Regions from separate parts of the Mus musculus genome. Here region 1 is linked to region 2. The links are chromatin contacts, called in public capture Hi-C maps. All regions are on one chromosome and are shown on one strand. Each heading gives the region's core, a stretch centred on a gene start, on an enhancer-like site or on the middle of the called end of the contact. The rest is flanking DNA. Distances are from core to core; before and after follow the strand shown. Region 1 holds the start of Tekt3 (tektin 3). Region 2 holds the start of Zfp287 (zinc finger protein 287).

What was found. Capture Hi-C pulls out chosen DNA fragments and counts their contacts.
Region 1: a capture Hi-C map of embryonic stem cells shows a contact between it and region 2, with 2.8 times the contacts expected there. The contact joins the promoter of Tekt3 here to the promoter of Zfp287 in region 2. A contact is called at or near these places in 1 of 39 promoter capture datasets (embryonic stem cells), 1 of 484 Hi-C or Micro-C datasets (pre-pro-B cells), 2 of 115 datasets of contacts at active chromatin or transcription factors (embryonic stem cells and stem cell-derived neural progenitor cells) and 1 of 9 other capture datasets (embryonic stem cells).

What each region holds. Positions count from the first base shown.
Region 1 is chr11:63,059,844-63,064,888 of GRCm38.p6, reverse strand. It overlaps Tekt3 (tektin 3), which reads right to left and starts at 3,230. Exons shown (of 8, transcript NM_027660.1): 1 at 3,112-3,230.
Region 2 is chr11:62,729,927-62,735,216 of GRCm38.p6, reverse strand. Zfp287 (zinc finger protein 287) reads left to right here and starts at 3,321. Exons shown (of 6, transcript NM_133208.3): 1 at 3,321-3,550.

The DNA.
Region 1 (5,045 bases), core at 1,981-4,480, 330 kb before region 2:
TGCTCTGCTGCCCAAGCCAGAAGACCTGAGGCATATCTCTGGAATCCACGTAAGGATGAAAGGAGAGAGCCAACTCTAGGGCTTGTCTTCTGACCACCACACACACCCACCGGCACTCACACACATATCATACACATGCAATAATAAAAAATAAAATAACATTTTAAGAGATGTTAAAAGTCTATTGTAGTCATTGACATAAATATATAACACAAAGATTGACAGGATTAAAATAAGGCACAGGCAAGTCCACCATTGCAGTTGGATATCCAATCCTCTTCTGTCAGCAATTCATAGAAAATATATACTGATTAATACTCATTTAAATAACCTACACTAACTGGACCTAAGGTATCCTAAACTACTGAATCGATACAAGTTACATATGTTTCCTGAATATGTCAAAATTAAGTTATAGGTTGATAAGGGACAGTTAGAAATCCCTCAAGTTATAGGGAATTAAACAATACAATTCTTAAAAGCTCATGAATCAATGTGGAAATAGCATGGGAGACTGGAAACTATCTTTAACTGGATGAAAACAAAACACAACTTATGTGAATTAATGAAACACAGCAAAAGTTGCTACGAGGACAAAGGGTACATCTTCATTCATATTAGAAAGTGGTGAGCTCAAATCCATGATCTGTATTGGTTTGTTTGTTTAAGGGGTTGTTTTGTTTTGTTACTTTTTGTGTTTTGTTTGTTTGTTTGTTTTTAGGACAGGTTTCTCTGTGTAGTCCTGGCTGTTCTGGAACTCACTCTGTAGACCAGACTGAGATTAAAGGTGTGTCCCTCTGCTGGTGTGTGTTTTAATCTAAGTAAAAAGCAAAATAAACCCAAAGCAGAGGGGAGAGAAAGCAAAGAGAAACATCCACGAAACAGAAAAAGGATCCACGAAAAAAGCAAACCAATAAAACTGTCAATAAAATGAGCAAATTGGCCAGACTTACCAAAAGAAAGAGAAGGCAAATTAGGAAGGAAAGAGGAGTATTGTCACCCACGGTAACAGTGAGAAGGCTAATAAGGCAACAGTACTCCCAATGTTATGCTAACAGTGGACAGCTCAGGCCCAACAGACAGTTCAGAGAATAAAGGTACCTACAACCAACCCGGAGGAGTGAATTCAGGTCCAGGAACCCACACAGTGGAGAGAGAACTGACTCCTGCAAGCTACCCTCTGATGCATACCTCACTTGACAAAGACTCTGGATCACTTGGCCGATTGTGTCTTTTGCAGTGTTAGATCTCCAAATTCTAACTCAGGCACACTCCAAGCAAGTGTGAGCAACACTTGCTAAACTTGCTAACACTGTATTTGTCTTCTGTTTGCATGGAAATTCAATAAGGTCTTTGGGAAGACAGATAGAAGTAGGCATGGGGATCATGCCCTAGACCAGACCATGGCTTTTTGCTTTTTAAATGACATTCGGATACAGATGTGACGTGCATGCTTTTAATTCCAGTACTTAGAAGGCTGAGGCAGGTGGATTCCTATGAGTTTTGAGACCAGCCTGGTATACATAGCAAGTTTCAGGCCAGCCAGGGTTCCAATAAGTAAACATAAATAAATACATTATATTTTGTTACTAACAATAGAAAGGAGATGTGCTACAAAGTCAAACAGTGTTGGGCTTTATTCATTTAATGTGTGATCAACAGGTATTAACATACCGAAAGTGCTATAGTACTCGACTATAAATATTGATTTGCTAAAGATACAATGGACCCCACCAAGAATACAAATACTGGAAAGATCCATTTACAATTCAGAAGATGAGCTTGACTTGAATGGATGTATTTTCTCGGCATATTTTAGTCAAGACTTTAGGATCATAAATATTTAAAAGAGCAAAAACCTTTACAGAACATCCCCAGAAGACACAAGTCCAGAAACTGCATTACCTCGCTCCACGCCCTGCCTCAGATCAGTGGCAGGCACAGGCTTGACGGCTTCATAGACAGACCCACAGGACTAGAACCAGGTCCACTGGTTCCAGTAGCTAACCCAGGGTCAGATGGGACCAGAGATACATGTTAATAAATACCACACTTAGCTAGAGCTTCTCTTCATATCATATAAACATTTTGTCTTTTAAACAAACACCAAAATTAGAAGCCATGACTTGAATTTCAACATGAAACACTTCAGCTTTAAGGTTAAATAAGAACATGGAGAGACTTAATTATCTTTAAACAAACAAACAAATGCAAATGAATTCTTCCCCAGGGCAAGGGAAAGAAAACCCCTAGCTACTTTTACTGTCATACCTGTCTGCCCAGAGACACCCATATACAGAAACAATTAGAATGCCCAAGAATTACTCTCCAGTAGTTTTAAGGGAGCAAACTAAAAGAGCAGCTGTATAGGTGATGTAAGGTATATTCATAACACATTTGATGCAGATTGTCTGTTACATATCATTGCATACACTTAAAGCAGTACCTGTGTTGGCATCTGGATTAGATATATCATGATAAAAGTGTAGAATATGCAGAATATAAGGATATACTAAATTCTGGTAGGTGAGCACCCTGGGAAAAGAGGGCCACAAAGCAGGTCACGGTTGTCCTTGTAACCGTTTAAGGGGTGGACAGGGTGACTTGGCATACAGATGTTATTCACTGAATTATTGTGCGAAATATTTTGTTTATAAAAGGAATAGAATATTTTATTAGATTCATCAAATATTTTTACCTATCCATAACACAGCTTCCTTTCTTAATAACCAAGCAAAGAGTGTTTCTCCTTTCTCAAGTATTTGCTTATTACAACACTGTAAGTACCAGGGCAGTATTGAGAGACTTGGTTTTAACCGCCAAAAAAAAAAAAAAAGTCTCCAGAGACAGGGAGTACCAGAGGACACTAGCCTTGGTTTGAATTTCAGAAACAAGTCCTCCCCTAAGCTACCTGGAAGCCTAGGCTGAGAAAGCAGCCTTAGAGGAGGGATTGGGTTTCAGACACAAGCTATACTCTGAAAAAGCAGGTGAGAAACAGGATGGATGCCCCTTCCGTGGACCACAGGATGGGACAGCAGACCCGGGCTGCCTGGGGACCGAGGGTGAGACATCCCGCAGCCCTGGGGGCCAGGACTTTCCTAGATCACTCACCTGTGCTCGCTGTGGACCCTCAGCGGCCCTAGAGGCTGGCTCGCCCAGCCCCACTTGACATCAAACCTTGGACCACTCAACCGCAGCCAGGGTCCCTAGTAGGAAGCGGATTGGGTACCAGCAGGGAAGCCCTGCCCTAGGCGGTTGCTATGGACGCTCACGAGCGTAGTAACCGTGCAAGGATAGCGGGTGTTGGGAGACTAGAGCGTCCAGGAGGCACTGGAACTCCCTATCCATTCCAAGGCGCACCAGCTACCTTTGGGATCTTCCCTCTTTTAAGTTTTCAGTAAACACAAATAATATTTCTGTCGACACCGCCACATGTTTTACTTACAAGTCCATCACTGTCACATCCTTCCAAGACCTAATAAAATTTCTTTTACCAGGTGAGGGGGTTGGGGCAGTCATTGGCCTAGCCACACCCAGTGGTAGAGCATCCCTAAAATGCAGACCTAGAGGATTTAATACTCCTTGAGGTGGCATCCTAGCTGTGCCAGCCCTAACAATTCACACTGGTAACTGTTAAGAGGAAAGACACCCCCCCCCCCCCCAGTTAATCACTCTTGGTGTTCCTTGTGTGCCATTCCCAGGATGAGGCAGCTCCCAGGGGATCTTAACATGTGACAATAGGCATGCAGAGGGGAGTGGGTCGTCAGTTTTACCCATTTAGAAACTTGGTTATTGCAGAGGCTGGTGCCAACTGAAGTCATAAGAAGGTGAACAGGGACGGCTAGAGTGGTACCAGCAGGGTGCACATTAAGTGACTTTGGCTTTCTGACAATGAGCACAGAATGCTTGTCTCAAGAAGCCGGGGGTGGGTAACTACAGAGACCACCTGACGGTCCCATGCTTAGTCTGGATGCATGACTGGGTAAGCTACACAGAGGCTGTCATATCCCACGCAGGACTGCGTTGCTAGCCTTCTCTTTTTCCTGTTCTCCCTCCTGACAGCAACTCCTGATCCTGATTCGAGATGCCTTTCCAAGCAACCATCTCCCTCTCAAGTGTAGTAAACTTCTTTTTCTTGATTCTCGGGACTCAGGATGGGCTTCAGTGATGCCCCCAAGCTGCTGCCAACATGATATGTTACCTCTTGGGGCCTGAGAGTTGGAAATTTCTGAACCAAATTTAACGGAGATCTAGTGAAGATGGAGTCATCTTTCATGCTCTGTATTGTACCATCTTCAATATGATGTGGACTGAGCATTGGTCATCCAGTGTTTGATTTAGAAACAGGGGAAATCACAGCACAACCTGGTCTTTGAAGCAATGCATGAACATACAAGTGTTATAAACTTCCTGGTTAAATTGGGTTAAATTGATCAACTCTATTTACGGGGGGTAGGGGGGAAGCAATCAATTTAAAAACAAAACAAAACAAACAAAAACATATGTTAGATACCCTTGTATGATTGCCAAGTGTTTGCCAGAATTAAAAGGTAATTATCATCCTTGCACCTTATCGTGCTTGCCACAAAGTAGTTAAGCAACCAACATTTGTGGTTTGCATGCACACATGTGCTGCTTAGCAGAGGAGGATACTTACCAGAGGTTTGGACATAGAGAGGCAATGGAGCTGACTGAGACAACTTTGCCTAAAGAGAAGGCTGCTTGAGGCCAACTCTATAACTTCCTTCCTCTGTCCTACTGTCACCAGACTTCCTTTCTAGTCACTCTGGGGTTTTCTATCACTCAATCATCAGCCACCATCAGCCTTTATCCAGAAGCCACCAGCCCTGTGCCAACTGTACTTCCTCATCAGAAACCAGGTGCAGCTTTGTCTACCAAGAGCCAGGACTCTGTCCACCGGGTCCATCTCAGGGGCTCACTCATGCTCCTTCTTGTTTTCCCAAACAGAGGTTGCTATCTGTGGGCATATGTTGCTCTCTCACTTGGCTACTCTTCAAAAATCTCTACTTAGCTCTGTGCACCTT
Region 2 (5,290 bases), core at 2,072-4,571:
CACCACACCCGGCCCTAAAGAATATTTTGTGTGTTTTGAAAAAATTTAGTATTGAACATTAGATACAGAATCCTCAATTATGGATGGTATTAAGTATTCATTAGTGATATTTTTAGGGTATCAAAGGATGTGAATATAAAAGTTGAACAAATTTTTATGTATTATTTGATTCTCAAAATACTCAATATTATTGGTGTTTGATGTATACAATGCATTTAAATAATAAAAAATTAAGAAAAATAATAAAAACATTTCAAGAAAAACAAAAACAAAATAAATATCAGGTGTGGTGGTTGCGAGCCACCATGTGGTTGCTGGGATTTGAACTCAGGACCTTTGGAAGTGCTCTTACTCGCTGAATCATCTCACCAGCCCCCAGCTTCTCACACATTTCATCCTGTCATGATGCTCTTCCCTCCCTCCACCCAGAAAAGGTCCCTGCTGATGACTGCTTCCCTGCTCTGAGTTTGCTCTCCCTCCCCCTTCCTGCCTTCAGGAGAGGTTGGGAAGTGACCACTTGGATGTCTGCGCCCTGCCAGGGGAGGGGGGGTGTCAGCAGGACACCCATGCTGCTGTTGTGCCAAGATTAGCCAGTCCCTCCCTACCCTATCCTGTGTGCTTCCACCTCATCCTCACCCAAAGAATCTATGTGTCAGCTCAGGATGTGGGGCTAATCTTTGTGAGTCCAACACGTGCCTGTATCTCCGCAGTATCCACGAAGCCCAGGCCGATGAGGCCACCCCTGGACTTGATCAGTATCCAACCTTGTCTTCTCCTGTCCCCAATGTTGTCCCCAATGTTGTACGCACAATTAGACTTCTTCTAGCTCCAGTCTGCTGCCTCCTGTTTCATCTCAATAACAGTAACCCGAGCTAAGACAGTCGGAGTATAAACTGGTGCAACAACTACAAAAATAACCATAGAGTTGTCTCAGAAAAACCTCTCATAAAGTTCATATGGAAATGCAAGAACCGTGGATTGCCAAATCGGTTATAAGTAGAAAGACACAAAATTATCACATGACCTAGCTTCAAGATACGCAACAGAGTCATAGTGACAAAAACAAACACACATCAATGAAACATAACAGAGGGTACAGGCATAGACACGCTGTTCAATAAATGGTGCTGGTAAAACTAGATACTCACCTTCAGGATAAAATTATATCCAGATCTCTCATCACAAACCAAATTATCAGTTCAAATGGCATCAAAGGCCCTAGCTTAAAATCACAACTGTTGAAACCGCTAAAGGAATATAGAAGAAAAACTTTGGGATACAGGTTTATGCAAGAAATTTCTGAATGGCACAGAAACTAGACTCAGAAATTGACAAACTGATCCTCAACCTTCCTAATGTTGTGAAACTTTATTATAGTTACTCATGTTGTGGTGACCCCACCCCCAACCATAACATTATTTTCATTGCTACTTCATAACTGTAATTTTGCTGCTGTTATGAATCATAATGTAAATATCTGTGTTTTCCAATGGTCTTAGGCAACCTTTTGTGAAAGGGTCATTCAACCTCCAAAGGGTCACAACTCAGGTTGAGAACCACTAGTCTGGACTATATACAGAACTGTGCAGAAATTAAACACCAGGCAGTAAATGGGCCAATGAACTCGATTCTCAATAGAAGACATAAAAATGACCAATAACACTTTTTAATGTGTTTGACTTCCTTAGCCATCAGAAAAACACTACTTTGAGATTCTATCTCACTCCAGTCAGAATAGCTATTGGAAGAAAACAAACGTCAACAAATGCTTTTAAGGTTGCAGAGAAAGAGGCTACCTTATCCATGGTTGGTGAGCATGTAATGTGCTTCAGGCACTATGGAAATCAATGCAGAGGCTTATCAAATAAAAATAAAAATAAAAAATAAGGCAGGTGGATTACTGAGTTCGAGGCCAGCCTGGTTTACAGAGTGAGTTCCAAGACAGCCAGGGCTACACAGAGAAACCCTGTCTCAAAAATAAAAAAATAAATCTTCCATATGACCTGACTATACCACTCCTAGGCACACACCTAAAGGCATCTGCACTTTACTGTGCATGTGCTTGTACATCTGTGTTTGTTGTTACTCCTTTCACAAGCACAAGGAACATGAGTCAGCTTAATGTCCATCAACATTAATTACTGCCCTGATCTTGACTTCTTTTCTCCTACTACTGACTGGTTGGTATTTCACACTTATTTTCAAAGCTGTACATAATAATGTTATTTATTTTTCTTAGAATTTACTTAATTGTGTGTGTGTGTGTGTTGTGTATGCGTATCACAGGAGACTGTGGAAGTCAAAAGTGGCATCAGAGCCGCTGGAACTGGAGTTACAGACTTTGAGTCATCACGTGGGTGCTGGGAACTGAAACCAGAGTCTTTGTATGAATCATAAGCACTCATAACCACTAATCCATTTCTTCATCCTTTTCCTCCTCTCATTATGTAGCCCATGCTAGCCTTGAATGGTTGTGTAGACTAGGCTGGCCTCAAACTTCACAGAGATCCACCTCTCTCCTACTTTTGTGTTTGGTTTTGGTGGCCCAGTGAATCTAACCTGGTTTTTTTGTTTTGTTTTTTTGTTTGTTTGTTTGTTTTGTGAACATAAGCAGGGAAAGAAATCAGTATTTTGAGGAGGGAGGGAGCCCACACAGAAATGCTAAAAAAATTAAAAAACTCAGTGAGTGGAACAGAAAAACAATAGAAACATCACCAATGGACTCAGCCAGGCAGAAGAAAGACTATCAAGGATGGGAGACGAGGTTGACTACTGTACCTAAATTCAAGAAGGACTTTTTAAAATGAGTATTATGATGTCCAAGAAGTTCAGGATGCCATCAAAAAACAAACCAAAGAATCCACAGAACAGAAGGAGCTAAGAGAAATGCTGAAGACAGAGAATTTGTCTGTTAGTTGAATCTGGAGGTCTCAGTGTCGGATTCTAGAGGTGACAATCAGAGCCATTAGGAATTATGCACTACAGTCCATCTAGAAAGAGCACTGTGGGGTTTCCTCCCTACAAGCCACATACTTGATGCCTGTCTATTTCTGCGTTGTAAGAATCCGGCTTTACTCTCCAAATGGTTTCCCAGGTACTGCTATTGCAGCCCTGACATCCAAGTCATCTGCCAGGCCTGTCTCTGCCCAGGTAAACTTTAAAGTTCCGGTCGAAACCTTGTAGCTAACAGGCAAGTCACGGTGATGGGTGGAGGAGGTTGCCATAGAGACAGGTCCAGGGCCTGGGGCTCGGGATGGGAAGGCTCGGGTTCGGCTTCCCATTGGCTCTACGGACGAGCAGCGTTCTCCACTAGCACATGCGCAGTGGCGCCGAGGCGAGGTCGCTGCGAAGCCCGGGAGCTAGGGGTTCCGGCCGGGGCCTCTGGGGACCCGGCTGGAATGAGCGTGTACTGACGGCTCCCGGCTCCTCCCAGGGAGAGAAGCGGTGAAGCTGAGCCCCTGATGCAGCTCTGAGTCGAGCCTGCCACGGAGGCTCCCGCCACGCCGCCGCCATTGTTGCCCGGGCTGCGCCGACGGGGCCCGAGTGACAGGTACTGATGTCCGAGCGCGAATGTCCACGGGGAGGCCGGCCCGGGGCAGGCTGGGAAGGGGAGGCGGCTGGAGGCAAGGCGGGCGCATCTCCTCAGGGCATGCATGACTATGGATGAGCTAGGCTGGGAGTTGGAGCCCCAAACAAGTACGTGTGGGTTCTTCTCCGTGTCAGGATACTTGTGAGGTTGGCTTTGAGAGAGGTGGATAGTGCTTTCGGTTTACACTTGAGGAAGCTCCTGAGACGGCCTCCAATCACAGCCTAACAGGCTTGTCTTCTCTGCTCCGGGAATAGAGCAAACTATGCAAGGCAGATAAATAGATCGCCTTGGCCCCGCCCCTATGAGATTGTTTGGAAACCTCCAGTTTGTCCCAGTAATCACAAATTTGCTCTGTTGCTGAGAACATCCGGAATATTAGTGACTTGGATATTGAAACATTTCTTTCTGCAAGGTGATAAGTTTTCAACAAGTTAGAAATTAACCATTCTGCTCATGGTTCCTTAAATTATTGCTTCTAACACCACCATCAATAAACACACATCGTGTGTGTGTGTGTCTAGGATGAATGTATTCTAAATTCAAGGATAGAGGAAAAGAAGACCAGGGTAAATTCTGTGTGTTTATCCTGCACTCTGAGGAGTCTGCTTCTGTGTGTATGAGGGGTAGCAGAGAACACCAAAAATGCTTGAGCTGATGGGCCATTCTTGTGCTGGATAGTTTTATGTCACCTTGACACAGCTATGGTCATCTTATAGAGGAAATGCCTCTATAAGACTGAGAGCTACTTCCTGCCTCCAGGTTCCTGCCCTGTTTGAGTTCCTGCCCTGACTTCCTTTGATGATGAACAGTGATGTGGAAGCACGAGCTAAATAAACCCTTTCCTCCCCAGATTGATTTTTAGTCAAGGTGTTTCATCACAGCAGTAGTAACCCTAACTGGGACAAAAATTGGAACCAGAAGTAGGGTATTGCTGTCACAGTCCTGGCCATGTTGTTATGGGAAGATCGTAGAAGGACATTAGAACTTTAGGCTAGAAAAGTCGTTGAGTGTTGGAAGCTCAGTGAGCTATTCTGTAGGAGCTAGGAAGAGAAGGATGTTAAGAGCAGGAGAGAAACGCAAACTTGGCCTTTTGTGTGAAGAATCTTTGGTGTCTGGTCATCTGGAACTGAATAGTCAGCTGTGACTAAAAAGAAACCAGTGTCACTGAGGTGAATAAGAAATTGCCCAAGAAGCTATATTTCAGAGGGAGACAAGATTATACCTCATTCTGGCTGCCAAGCTTAGTGAGTAAGAGTCACTCAGATGGTACTGGTTTTGATGGCATAAAAGAGTCACAGCGAGCATCTGAGGCTTAGCACTGTGTGGCAGGGCTGGGATCCCTGAAGAAGTCCCAGAAGAGGTTGTCTTACTAAGATTTCTATTGCTGAGATGAAACACCACAACCAAAAAGTAGTTGTGGAGGAAAGAGTTTATTTGGCTTACACACTTCCATGTTGCTGTTCATGATAAAAGGAAGTCAGGACATGAATTCAAACAGAGCAGCAACCCGGAGTCAGGAGCTGATGCAGAGGCCTTGAGAGGTGCTGCTTACTGGCTTGCTTCTCATGGCTTTTTCAGCCTACTTTTTTTCTCTAGAACCCAAGATGACCAGCCCAGGGATGGATCACTTACAATGAACTGGGCCCTCCACCATCAATCACCAATTAAGAAATTGCCCTATACGATCTTATAAAGGCATTT